2 separate regions of the Triticum aestivum genome follow, and region 1 is linked to region 2. Evidence: chromatin contacts called from public Hi-C data. All regions are on one chromosome and are shown on one strand. The core of a region is the stretch at or near the end of the contact, and the rest is flanking DNA. Distances in the headings are between cores, read along the strand shown.

The links. A called contact is a pair of places that touch in the nucleus more often than the background predicts.
Region 1: a contact with region 2 is called in a Hi-C map of leaf, with 4 times the contacts expected there. The contact joins the promoter of LOC542793 here to the promoter of LOC123185983 in region 2. A contact is called at or near these places in 3 of 5 Hi-C or Micro-C datasets (all in leaf).

Annotation. Positions count from the first base shown.
Region 1 is chr2A:694,254,957-694,261,273 of IWGSC CS RefSeq v2.1, reverse strand. LOC542793 (ubiquinol oxidase 1a, mitochondrial) reads right to left here and starts at 3,955. Exons shown (of 4, transcript XM_044602916.1): 1 at 3,509-3,955; 2 at 3,212-3,340; 3 at 2,122-2,610; 4 at 1,588-1,977. The coding sequence starts at 3,817. The coding sequence ends at 1,918.
Region 2 is chr2A:694,038,497-694,044,304 of IWGSC CS RefSeq v2.1, reverse strand. It overlaps LOC123185983, which reads right to left and starts at 3,193. Exons shown (of 16, transcript XM_044597786.1): 1 at 3,065-3,193; 2 at 2,634-2,973; 3 at 1,623-2,552; 4 at 1,236-1,454; 5 at 351-458; 6 at 216-257; 7 at 33-128. The coding sequence starts at 2,957.

The sequences.
Region 1 (6,317 bases), core at 2,706-5,205, 220 kb before region 2:
ATGTTTGAGATGCTTTGTACTTTCGGTAAACTTTTATAATCGATCAGAGGTCTTTTCATGAATAGTGAAAAAAAGAAATACACCACTCTTTTTCTCTACAACGGACGATTGACTATTTCACATTGAACAGTAAATTATGGCACTTGCGAGGATTCAGAACTAGAAAGGGTTCAGAAATGCACGTTGAGAGCATGTACAGCTGGATCCATCAAATATCACCCCTCAAACGTCTGTGAACACGTTAGGATGCGTCCGCAGACAACACTTGGTCACCCCTCAAATGTTTGCGTCCACAACCGTATCCCTCATACCAAATCCTCTAATCCATTCATTCCCATGCAAACACACGCACACACACACGCACACGCACACACACACACACACACGCACGCGCGCGCGTAGTTTCAGTAGTTCATCATACATGCCATCGGACTACCGAAAATTGGCATGTTAGAGTTATGGAGAAACTTCATTCATGCCTGCCAGTGTCCTTACCCTTCCTTGTCCTTTTTGTCCCCGTAGCGCTTGAAGATGCAATACGGGTCAAGGAAGATTTGCTCGCTCCTGAAGCTATAGGGGTTGGATGCGGCACCCTCATCCCCATCCTCCTCATCCGCACAGAGCAGCTCATAGAGGCCACAGATAGCCTAGCTTTGCTCCAGTGCGAAGGCACACGCGGCCCGGGCTTGTCGCTTCACCCAAATGCGGGCACGAGCGTCTTCGATAGCCCTGGCCTCCGAACCCTTGTGCGGGCGGGGAAGCACGACTTCGATGGCGTTCCACGCCTTGCTCCTTGCACGGCGGGCACATCGGTCCTCGGTCGCAGTCTTGCTACCGCACCTTGGGCATTGCATCCGAGGCAGTGGGGCAGTGCTTGCGTTTACCTTGGGCTAGGATTTGGACGACATCGCGAGGATGACCCACCGTAGGGGTTTTGCGACCAGCCCGGGAAAGGCCAGTGCGGAGCGCCTGTACTGCCACAAGTTCTGGAGCCTCCGCGGTTGGCCGCCTTGAGCTGCCAGCGCCCACTTGCATGGAAGCAATGTGGAGCCTCCACGGTTGGCCGCCTTGAGCTGCCAGCGCCCACTTGCATGGAAACAATGGATTCCCATCAGAAGGATTGAATGGCGGAACGCGGGGTAAATTTGGTAAATTTGTTTCCTCCTGGGATCATTGAAGAGCCAAGTGGACGAAGTTTCCGGACTCGAATCCTTTGCCCGCCATGCCGGAGATGAGCTATGATTGGATTGGAGGGGGGCAGGGAGGAAGTGGAGTGGCAAGCGGCTATGGCTCGGGGTGGGCCAGGTTATGCTGGGTCTGACATGATGGACGCGTTAGGCCTTCTAATAATTGCCCTCATAGATATGCGGGGTTTAAAGGATGCGGAACAGCCCGAATAGGATGGTTTGAAGGGTTGCGTTGATTCTGTGACTGATCAATGATCGGGTGAAAGGTTTTTGATCAGTTCGCCCCGGGAAGGCGTGGGATGCTCAGAATTCTGTCAAAAAAAAAAGTCCAACCGTCAGAAGCCCGACTATGAGGAAAGACGTCAAGCCACAAACACCTAATCTACTGCAGATCAGAAAATTCAACATTAGCAAGGAAAAGGAAGAATATTCAAATAGGGTATATGTACATAGCGAGGTAGATCAATGGTGGTCTGATAACGAAGACATTGTGGCGTACGCCAAATAGGTTCATCTTAGAGCGAAATGGTGGTTCAACAATATCCTAGATACGTAACTGACAAGCACACTGCTTATTTCTCAGTACTCGATAGTTACCAAACGAGCAACAATTGCAACATCCTATACAGCTAAAGAGCTCTCATTTCCTCTGCCTTCAAAACGAAACACTCATTTGCTTGGTGGTAGTAGCAGTAGTAGCGTTGCAAAATTCAGCAGAACACGGCCAGCCTCAGTGGTATCCGATCGGCGCCGGGGTGGCCTTCAGCTGCATACCCTGGTAGTACACGTCCTGCACGGCACAATCGACAAGACCAAATCAGCATGCATCATCAGAAGTTCAGAACCAATCCACATAAACAGATGAGCATGGACTGGCCAGGAAATGGGGTCAGGATTGACTTGCTGATCTTGTGGGATTTGGAAGGATGCGTACCGATGCGAAGTGGTTGACGTCGCGGTGGTGAGCCTCGTCGGCGCGGACCACGGTGACCACGTCCTTGAGGGTGGCGTTGGCAGGGAGGCGCCAGTAGTCGATGGCGATGGCAGGGGCGGGGACGTTGTCGATCTTGCCGTCGTCGAGGTCCTTGAGGAACTCGGTGTAGGAGTGGACGGCCTCCTCCTCGAGGTACCCGACGACGCGGTGTGCGAACTTGGGCGAGATGAGGTAGCCGAAGAAATAGGCGTTGAAGAAGACGCCCTGGACGGCGATGACGAGGGCGCGCTCGTACCACCTCGGCTGCGCCACCTCCATGAAGGTCATGAGGTGCATGCGCTCGTTCTCGGCCTCCTCCAGCAGCGCGCGGATCCAGCCGCCGCTCTGCTCGAAGCGCCGGAGGGAGCGCAGGTGCAGGAGCATGCCGCCCACCATCCCCGGCACGGCGGCAACAGTCTCCAGCATCATTGCGCGGCAGCCGTACCTCCTCTGCATCCAATTTGAAGGGTCAGCTTCAGATCATGATGAACTTCAAAATACAGAGTGGAGATCAAGATGATACAGCTTGTGCAAAAATCATGATAAACAGATGCTTTAATAAAGTAAAGTACATGGCAAAACAAATGGCATCCTCTCTGGTGCTTTAATCAATAATAAAATGTCCGATGTAGTAGCATGTCAAGGTCGCCATGTTATTTGTGTTTCCAGTTCCTAATGTTTGCTGACAGTCTATAATCTGTCGATACTTCCATCCACTGTCAGCGGATTTCTCCAGCACGCGATTATCCACAGTAATCTGATGCAGAATATAAAACACCCATCCCCACGAACGAACGATTAGGTAAAAAATACTCGGGATGACGGCTTGGGTCCGCGTTCTAAATAGCAAGTCCAAACGCCGTCTCCCCGGAAAGCAGGGGGGAACAGAATCAAAAGCGTGACAGGGACCATGCTACATCCGTCACCCACGAGGCCATGACACGCAAAGACGCAGACACCGCCGATCGTGCTGTCTTCGGCGAAACGGGTTGGACTAAAAAACACGGAACGAACCATCCGGCGGTTGTGGCGGCCGGTGAGGCGCGCGTACCTGGAAGAAGATGTCGGTGGGGAAGCGCAGGGACTTGACGGTGTAGTAGGCGATCTTGTCGAGCATCGTGTTGGGCACGTGGTGCTTGGTCAGATCGATCGACGTGTCAGCGGTGTACGTCTCCCATGGCTGCGGCGGGCAACAAAACCAACCAATCAATCACAGACGGCGGCGGCGCAGCAAGGAAATAAAATAACAGCGCCAATCGACCGCGTACGCGCTCCGATCTGGCACCCGTCGCCGGCGACGGAACCGAAACGGGAAAAGCAGAGCAGAGGAAGCAAGGGAAGAGCGTACCCTGAAGCAAGACCACTTCCACTCGGTGCCGTCCTCGCGCACCAGCTTCTTCGACTGCTCGATCCCCCAGTAGCTGCTGATGGCCACCTCCTTCTTCTCCCCGTCGCCCTTGGCCGCCTCCGCCTTGACCCCCTTGGCCGCCTCATCCTTGACCTGCGAGGCCGCGGAGGTGGACATCATCCGCACCCACGCGCCCTCACCTCCACCGAGGGCGGTCCTGGCCGCCGGGGACGCGGTGGTGGCGAAGAGGCGGCCGGCGCCGGCGCCGGCGCGGCGGAGGAGGACCGATCCGGCCATCCGGGAGCTCATCTGGGCGCCGAGGAACGCCTCCGCGAATCACAATCCGGGACGGGCCGTCGTTTGATGCTGACGCACGCTTGCCCTTGTTGCTGCGGTGGGTGGTTGGGGTGGGGTTGGGGGGTTGCGGGTTGCGAATGGAAGGGTCTTTTGGCCGAGGGATTTTATATCGGGAAGGAGGAGCGATGGCGGAGGCGGCGAGGGCAGGGGTGGGGCCGCGGCGTCAGTGGCGGGGGGGCCGTGCCTGCCTCCCGGGGATCCCAGAAACTGAGGAGGCCTTTTCTTCTCCTCCAAGTCGATCGATCGCATTAATTTTGGTCGTTGCGATTTTCTTCCCCCCCTTTTTCCCCCCTTCCGCGTGGAGACGGCCTGTGACCACTGGCATCCAACGAGAGGCTCACGTGTTCGCGGCTTTGCGACCGGACTGGCGTGCGTGTGATGCCTAGGCGGGACACGAATTACGCCTCGTGGTTAGCCATGTAAGCACTCGTTTTAACTTCAATTTAATTTAATTTTAAAGTTTGTTTATTTTGCGGGCATTTTTTTATATTGTACGTATTTTTTTAGGCCAGTGGCTGCTAAGGGATTACTTTACTTTAAGCTTGCAAAAGTGAACGTATTCAATTTGTGACGGTGTGCCTCCACTCATGGAGTTTGGTTAGTGGTAGAATATAATATGTGAGACAGTGTCATGCACAATGAACGACGATTTTTTTTGAAAAAACTAATTGTTATTTTTTTAAACCGGGAAAGGGATCATCGAAGCCTGGCTGTACAATCAGGTTCTGAAGTAGTTCTCGTAGGAGAGGAATATTCTGTTTAGCACCCTTTCACACTTGGCGGGTACGTGCAGCCGTTTATCTTTATCACGGTTGGCAAATATCTGGCGAAAAGGAAACAAAGCGAAATGAGAGATGTGTTCCGGCAGATGCCCATCCATCCATCCCAATATTTACTTGTGGACCAAGAAAGAACCCGTCAAACGGGGCAACCGCTATTAATAGATCCATATAATCTCTAACAGCTAACACAGCACCGGAACGTGACCAAATACGGCCCTCCTGTCCTGCGTGAGCTAACTACTGTAGCAGCTAGAAGCATCTGGGATCTTGCTTTGCTTGGGAATAGCAATCATCTTTGGTGGCCTTGTGCTTGCCATGCTTGTGTTTCTTCTAAGATTGTAACACACTTGTGCCATCAGTTGGATGTGTTGGCTCTTGCTTCCTTTTTGTTCTCTCGGTTATTTTCACCGTGGTTTGACTCGTTCGACCATGCTAGCCAGTTTGTGATTGGCAAAATGGAAAATGCATAGTGAAATTTTGGATTTTGTTTGATTGTGAAATTTGAGATGCACGGTACAAATCCCGTGATTACAAAATTGTGACTATTTGATCATCGGCGCCCCGCTTCGAGGTTTCCATCTCAAACTCAACCAATGCCAACCCATCACATCACGCTCTGGTCTCCTCTCCGGCGAGCGACCAACCTACCTTCAAGACGACGACGACAACGAGAAAGCTTCCTCATCGGAGACCTTCAGGAAGTACGGGCTTCGCATGTTAGGCCTTGGCTCTTGGGGGTGATTTCAACATAATTACATCCACCGCTGGTAAGAACAACCACTGCATGAATTGTTGTGTCAGGCATTGCTTCCGGTTGTTCATCGTGGATGAGGAACTTCGTGACCTCTGTCTTCATGGGCGCCGCTATACTTGGCCGAACGAGCGCGATCATCCACGCTCTTTCGGAACGATCGCGTTCTCTTCGCATCCTATTGGGAAGTCCTCACCTGCATTTTGCCCGATGTGCTGTCGCTCCTCTGGTGCATCGGATAACTGCCCGCTCTTTTGTGGATTGAACGGCTCGCTTCCACTTTGAGCACTTCTGGCCGCAGCTCGAGGGCTTCCTAGAAGCCATCTTCAAAGCATGGCAATCGGTGACCCCGTACCCCGACCATTTCCGCCACCTCTATTCGCGTCTTCTGGCCACTCCTCGCCCACTCCAGAGCTGGAGCGCCTGCACCATCGACAACGTCACCCTTCATCTAAAGGCCGCCCGTAAGGTTATCGCTTGCTTCGGCGCCGTGCAAGACCTTCGGCTGCTCTCTGCCTTTGAAATCTGGCTCAGCCGCAAGCACAAGGTTGTGTACCTTGGGCTGGCACGCCTCGACCGATCCATTACCTTCCTTCATTTCTTTTGGCTCATGAATGGAAAGATTACCTCTCGCCTGCCATCATTTGCATGCCTCGCACAGGATACAAAAGAACCACATATTCTCTCTCAAGGTGGGGGATGCTTTCGTCTCGAAACTGGATGATCTGGCAGGGCTGCATATGACCACCTCACCAACATCCGTAGCACCGTCGACGTGCATGATTTCACCATTAATCTGGCCAAGATCCATCATGTTACGTTCGATCTTTCCAAACTAGGCACCCCTTTTCTAAGGATGAGATCTGGGTGGCAGTGAAGTCTCTTCCTGCCGGCAAGGTGCCCGACCCCAATGGATTCT
Region 2 (5,808 bases), core at 1,944-4,443:
AAATACATTAGTGAGTGTGTTAGAGATCATACACGGAAGCCAATACGAGCTAAATGAGTTGTGATCTTGGAAAAGCGAGTGGCGATCTTAGTTGCTTGATAAATTCCTCTGGTGCGTATCTTGCCTACCTAATAAAGAACAAAGGAATTACCATGGTGGTGCAGCATATACAGAAACATTGCCATTCATGATCTTTTGTGTGGTCATGCACTTACAGTAAGAGGTGAAAACTTGCTCGGTAGACAATCTTTCAACCACTGTACCAAGAATAGAAAAAATGGTTTAGTCCCCGAACAAAAATCCAATCGTTGCAGGTAGCTAGTCTTGCTTGACTTGCAATGCATGTATACCTTAAGTTCCCTTAATAATGTTTCGAAGTACTCGATGTATTCATGTTGCATCTCGTAGCTATGGAGGTAACCGCGGTACACAACCCAACCAGCGTACTCATAAGCACTCTGCATCAAAATGAAGGGAAAGAGGGTGGTCAGAATGTTTTATAGAATGACAATTATAACATACTCCCTCCATTCACAAATATAAGATGTTCTAACTTTTTTCTGAATTGGATGTACATAGACACGTTTTAGTTTGTTCACTCATTTCAATCCGTATGTAGTCTATTAAAATATCCAAAACATCTTATATTTGTGAACGGAGGGAGTAACAAACTGTAAATAGCAAGGGGCGGAAAACAAAAGGGTTTGATATAGGGCTAGCAAAAACATACTATATTATTCATAAAAGTAAACAAATCTGTTGGTTCCTTTAAAATAAACTACCATTTCCAACAGGAAAAAATGCATATGACTACTATACTAAAAAATGGTGAGCCTCTATTAAGGCAATAAAGTGGAAAGAAAAATATTCTGGATTGGGGCTATGTTAAAGTAGTTGATTAGCCGGTTTTCAGAGGCCGATGATTTGATGATATACATTTTCCAGCATATAACACTATGAAATGTCCATCCAAGATGACAATTAACACTCTGTAGATGTATCATGAACTCATCAGTAACTGTGTATATTGCACTGCAATCTAGATCCTTAAATAAGTAGATAAATAAATAACTTTTCAACCCTTTCTGGAAGTAGTCCACATAATGTCTCACTTGTGTATATAGCATGGTTTCCAAATTCAGAGAAATGGACCTAACTAGCCATACTAACACAATGGAACACCTAAGGCAATTAAATGATCACAGGAACACTCGGTTATCAAATTATATACGTACATGCTTCCGAGGGACTAGACGCTGGTAGTCATTCACGCAAGCAAGCTTGCAGAGATCAGGGTCGAAGAACCAGTCTAATATGCCGTCATTGTCGAAGAAGCTAAAATATCGCATCTTCACAAGGAAATCTGTAGGAAATTCTTCTCTGTCAAGAAGCTCCATAGGGCACTCTTTCAGTTCATCACAGCACAACTCATTATTGGACTCCTTTTTTAACAACTGTAGGCAATGATATCACCACTGGATCAAATTAAATATGGATGGGAGTTTAAAGAAACCAGCATAAGTAGGATAGAACAAGTAACATAAAGTCACAAGGAACACAGATGTACAGATTGAACAACTTCTAATAGATGACTGAAAAACAGAGGCATGGATGGATCGAACCTTGTAGGATCTGATGCGATACACCGCATGGCGGAGGTCCATGTTAAAGTAATCCTCAAGGTTCAATTCAGTGTAGGTATCAACACGGGGGTCGGGAGGCAGCTGCTGCAAGTATCCATAGTATTCCTCAAACTCGATGTCCTCTCCCAAGCCCAGTTCGTTCAGCTTCTGGATTATGTCGCCCACATCTTCATCTACCTGTGTTGCGGCATATACTTGTTTCTGTTCCTGGATAGCACCAGTGTTGCCATGGTCATGAGCATCGATGGGACGACCGGTACCCGCATCGGAACAGCGGTAACTTGTTCTTGTTCTGAGTTGTGGAGATGTTCTTTTCGCTGGAAAAGATGTATTGCTTTTTGTGTGCTTCTTCTCTACAGAAAGACGCTCTTTTCGCTGGATACCATGTGTATGTGGGCAGAGCTGATCAGGGGGGCACGTCTTCTTCTCTGCACTATGCTTCTGTTGATTCGAGCCTGTATCCACCTTCTCCATTCGCCTCTGAGACATCTCTCTGGCAAGACATGCTTCAGTCTTGAAAGGCCACATATCCTGATTCTTCTCCTTTGCATTATGCTTCTGCGGATTCGAGCCTGTATCCACCTTCTCCATTCGCTTCTGAGACATCTCTCCGGCAAGACATGCTTCAGTCTTGAAAGGCCACATATCCTGATCAGAAGTGCACGTCTTCTCCATTGCATGATGCTTCTGTGGATTCGAGCCTGTATCCACCTTCTCCATTCGTTTCTGAGACATCTCTCCGGCAAGACATGCTTCAGTCTTGAAAGGCCACATATCCTGATCAGAAACGCACGTCTTCTCCATTGCACCATGCTTCCGTGGAACCGGACCTGTATCCACCTTCTCCCTTCGCTTCTGAGACATCTCTCTGGCAAGACGTGATTCAGTCTTGACAGGCCGCTGGATACCCTGTATATGATGGCGGAACTGATCAGAGGGGCACATCTTCACCTTTGCATTATGCATGTGTGGAATCAAGCCTGTATCCACCTTCTCCTTTAGCTTGTGCGACAGCGACGGCGATCTCTCCTTTCCAAGGTGCTTCCGTGACAACAGAGAGCTTGAGCGTGTGTCTGCCATCTCCTTTCCACGAAGCGACGGCAACCTGTTCAACCCCCTTTGTCGGATTCGATCAGGATGTGCTAAGGGCTCCTGCACGATGTTCTCGTCTGCAAAGACCTGCTTCGGCTGCATGGCGATCGTAGCCGCCTTGTCCTTGACGTGGTACGGCATCGCGCTCGCAGCTGCCGTGCCCTTTGAGTGGTTCGGCATCGCGCTGGTAGCCGCCTTGTCCTTTCCGTGGCACTGCTGCATCTCTCCAAACCCTAACCTACAATGGAGATGAACACACAACATCAATAATGTTACAAAAAAAACATCCAGACAAAAACAAATTGGGCTATAAGGTCACAGAGGGGTACCGGCGGTGTTATCAGTGGCGATCCGAGGCGTTCCCTCGACAGACGGCGATCCGAGGCGTTCCCTCGACAGACGGCGATCCTGGAGAGGGCGCAAACCTGGAGGCCGTGCTTTTAAGGTCGATCGGTGGGCACGGATCTTTAGGTCGGGCATGGCCCGGCACGAGAATAAAAAGGGTCGGACACGGCCTAGGTCTGGCACGCCCTTTTATTCACGGCCCAGGTCCGGCACGCCACGGCCCATATATGGCACGCGGCACCACCACGCCGCTCTTGTCTGTCGGCCCTTTTAACACTGTTTTTTCCTTCCAATCGGCGCTTCAGGAGAGCTCCTAACCGGGAGCTCCTAAACCGCGCCTTTAGCGCCGCTGACGCGTCCTTGCGCCCACGCGATGCCCACTTGGGCCTGGCCCAACAAGGCTCGGGACGCGGTGTAGCGGGAAAACAGCAAAAAATGTGGTCCTTTCAGGATTCGAACTCGCGCCAATGCCTTCCTGTACGAGCCCCCGTCTAATAATTAAACCAACTCAACTACAGTGAATGATAAAAGCGCCAACAGTATAACAGCATGCAGCCGCGCTATTTATTGCATGTGTTGTATCACTTAAATTTTCAGAATAATACAAAAAGATCGTGAAGTTGAATAAGTTCATTATTTTTTAAGAAAAGTTCACAAAATTGAAAAAAAATCATTGATTTTGAATAAAAGTCCATCAAATTTACGATAAGTTCATCAAATTTGGAAAAAAAAGTTCATCAAATTCGAAAAAGTTTATCAAACTTGAAAAGAAGTTCATTGAATTTGAAATCAAGTTGAAAAACCTTATCAATTTCTAAAAAGTTCATTGATTTTGAAAAAAAGTTCATCGATTTGAACAAAGGTTCATTGATTTTGAAAAGAAAATCATCAATTCGAAAACAATTTCATCGATTTTGAAAAAAAGTTTATCAACTTGAAAAAATCATCGATTTGAAAAAACAATCATCAATTTGAAAAAAGGTTCATCAATTTGAAAAAAAAAGTTCACAATTTTGAAAAAAAATCACACACTTAGTAGAAAAGAAGAAAGAAAGAAAGTAAAAAAATAGACCCATTTCCAAGAAAAACAAAAAAAGGAGAAAGAATAAAAGGGTGAAAAAACTCAAGGAAACACGATTAGGTGAGTTGGCCGAGTGGTTAGGGCAGCACACATGTACTAGCGAGATTGCTAGGAAACGGTTTTTTGTGTTGTAGAAACAAAAAAAAAGAATTGAAAATGGGCCGGCCCAGTGCGTCGGTAGGGGGTGTGCGCCCGATTGCGTAAACACCTAAAACGGCGTTTAGGAATTGCCGCTAGTGACTTGGGTTCACTCAGTTGTTTCTAAAAAAAGGTTCGCTCAGTTTATGGTTGACCAGCCAACGATCAATCATTTGACCGTTGAGAAAAGACAGATCAGAAAAAAGTTCGCAAAATTGAAAACTGTTCGAGAATTTGGAAAAGGTTCATTAATTTGAGCAAAGTTTGTGAATTTGCAAAAAAATCTTGAGTTTGAGAGAAGTTCACAGATTGGAAAACGTTCGCGGAATTGAAAATAGTTCACGAAACTGAGAAAATTTTGTGAGTGTCAAAAAAATTCATAAATTTAAAAAAGTTTACTGATTGAACGAAAGTTCATGAATTTGAGGAAAGTTCACGAGTTTGAAAAAAATCACAAAATTGAATATCATTCATGGATCTAAAAAAAGTTCCCATGATTGAAAAATGTTAAAAGAACAAAAACAAAAATAAACAAAAACCAGTAGTAAACCATAGGGAAAAACTCAAACCGACGCTAGTTGTAACATTACATGGGTCGACTCATTATGATAGGCACGTGACCGCCACGTACCAGCAAGGAACTAAATGGCGAATCAACCTGTGGTTGAGTTGGTTAGGTGGACAGTGATATCCCCAACCCAACAGGGTTCAAATCCTGGTGCTCGCATTAATCCTGGATTTATTTTAGGATTTCTGACGATGCGCTTTCAGTGGGAGGAGACGTTCTCGTCGACGACGAGGCGCCTACGGTGACTTCGTAAATCTCAAGATGATATGCCGGCTCAGTTTCTCGGAGGTGCTCATAGGGGTAGGGTATGCGTGTGTGCGTTTATAGAGATGAGTGTATGCGCGTGTATATGAGCGCTTGTGTTTGTACTGATGCTCAAAAAAAAGCAAGGAACTAAATGGCACGTTGAGCACCAAACGGAACCAGCTTTGATTTTGGTCTTTTTAGCAATATTTTGGCTTTGTGACGCCCGGATTCAATCATACACTGATTATGCACGCAAATGTGTACAATTAAGATCAGGGACTCACGGAAAGATATCACAACACAACTCTAGACACAAATTAAAATAATACAAGCTTCATATTATAAGTCAGAGGCCTCGAGGGCTCGAATACAGAAGCTCGGATACACAAGAGTCAGCCGAAGTAACAATATCTAAATACAAACATAAGTTAAACAAGTCTGCTTTAAGAAGACTAGCACAAAAGCAACAACAATCGAAGAGGCAAGACCTCCTGCCTAGGAGCTCCTAACTACTCCTGGCCGTCGACGGTTTCCACATAGTAGTAGGCACCCTCGGGGTAGTAGTAGTAGTCGACAGAGGTGGCATCTGGCTCCTGGAATCCGCCATTTGATTGCAGCAACCGGGTATAGGGGGAAAAGAGGTAGCAAAGCAACTATGAGTGTTCATTCAAAGTACTCGCAAACATCAGATCTAT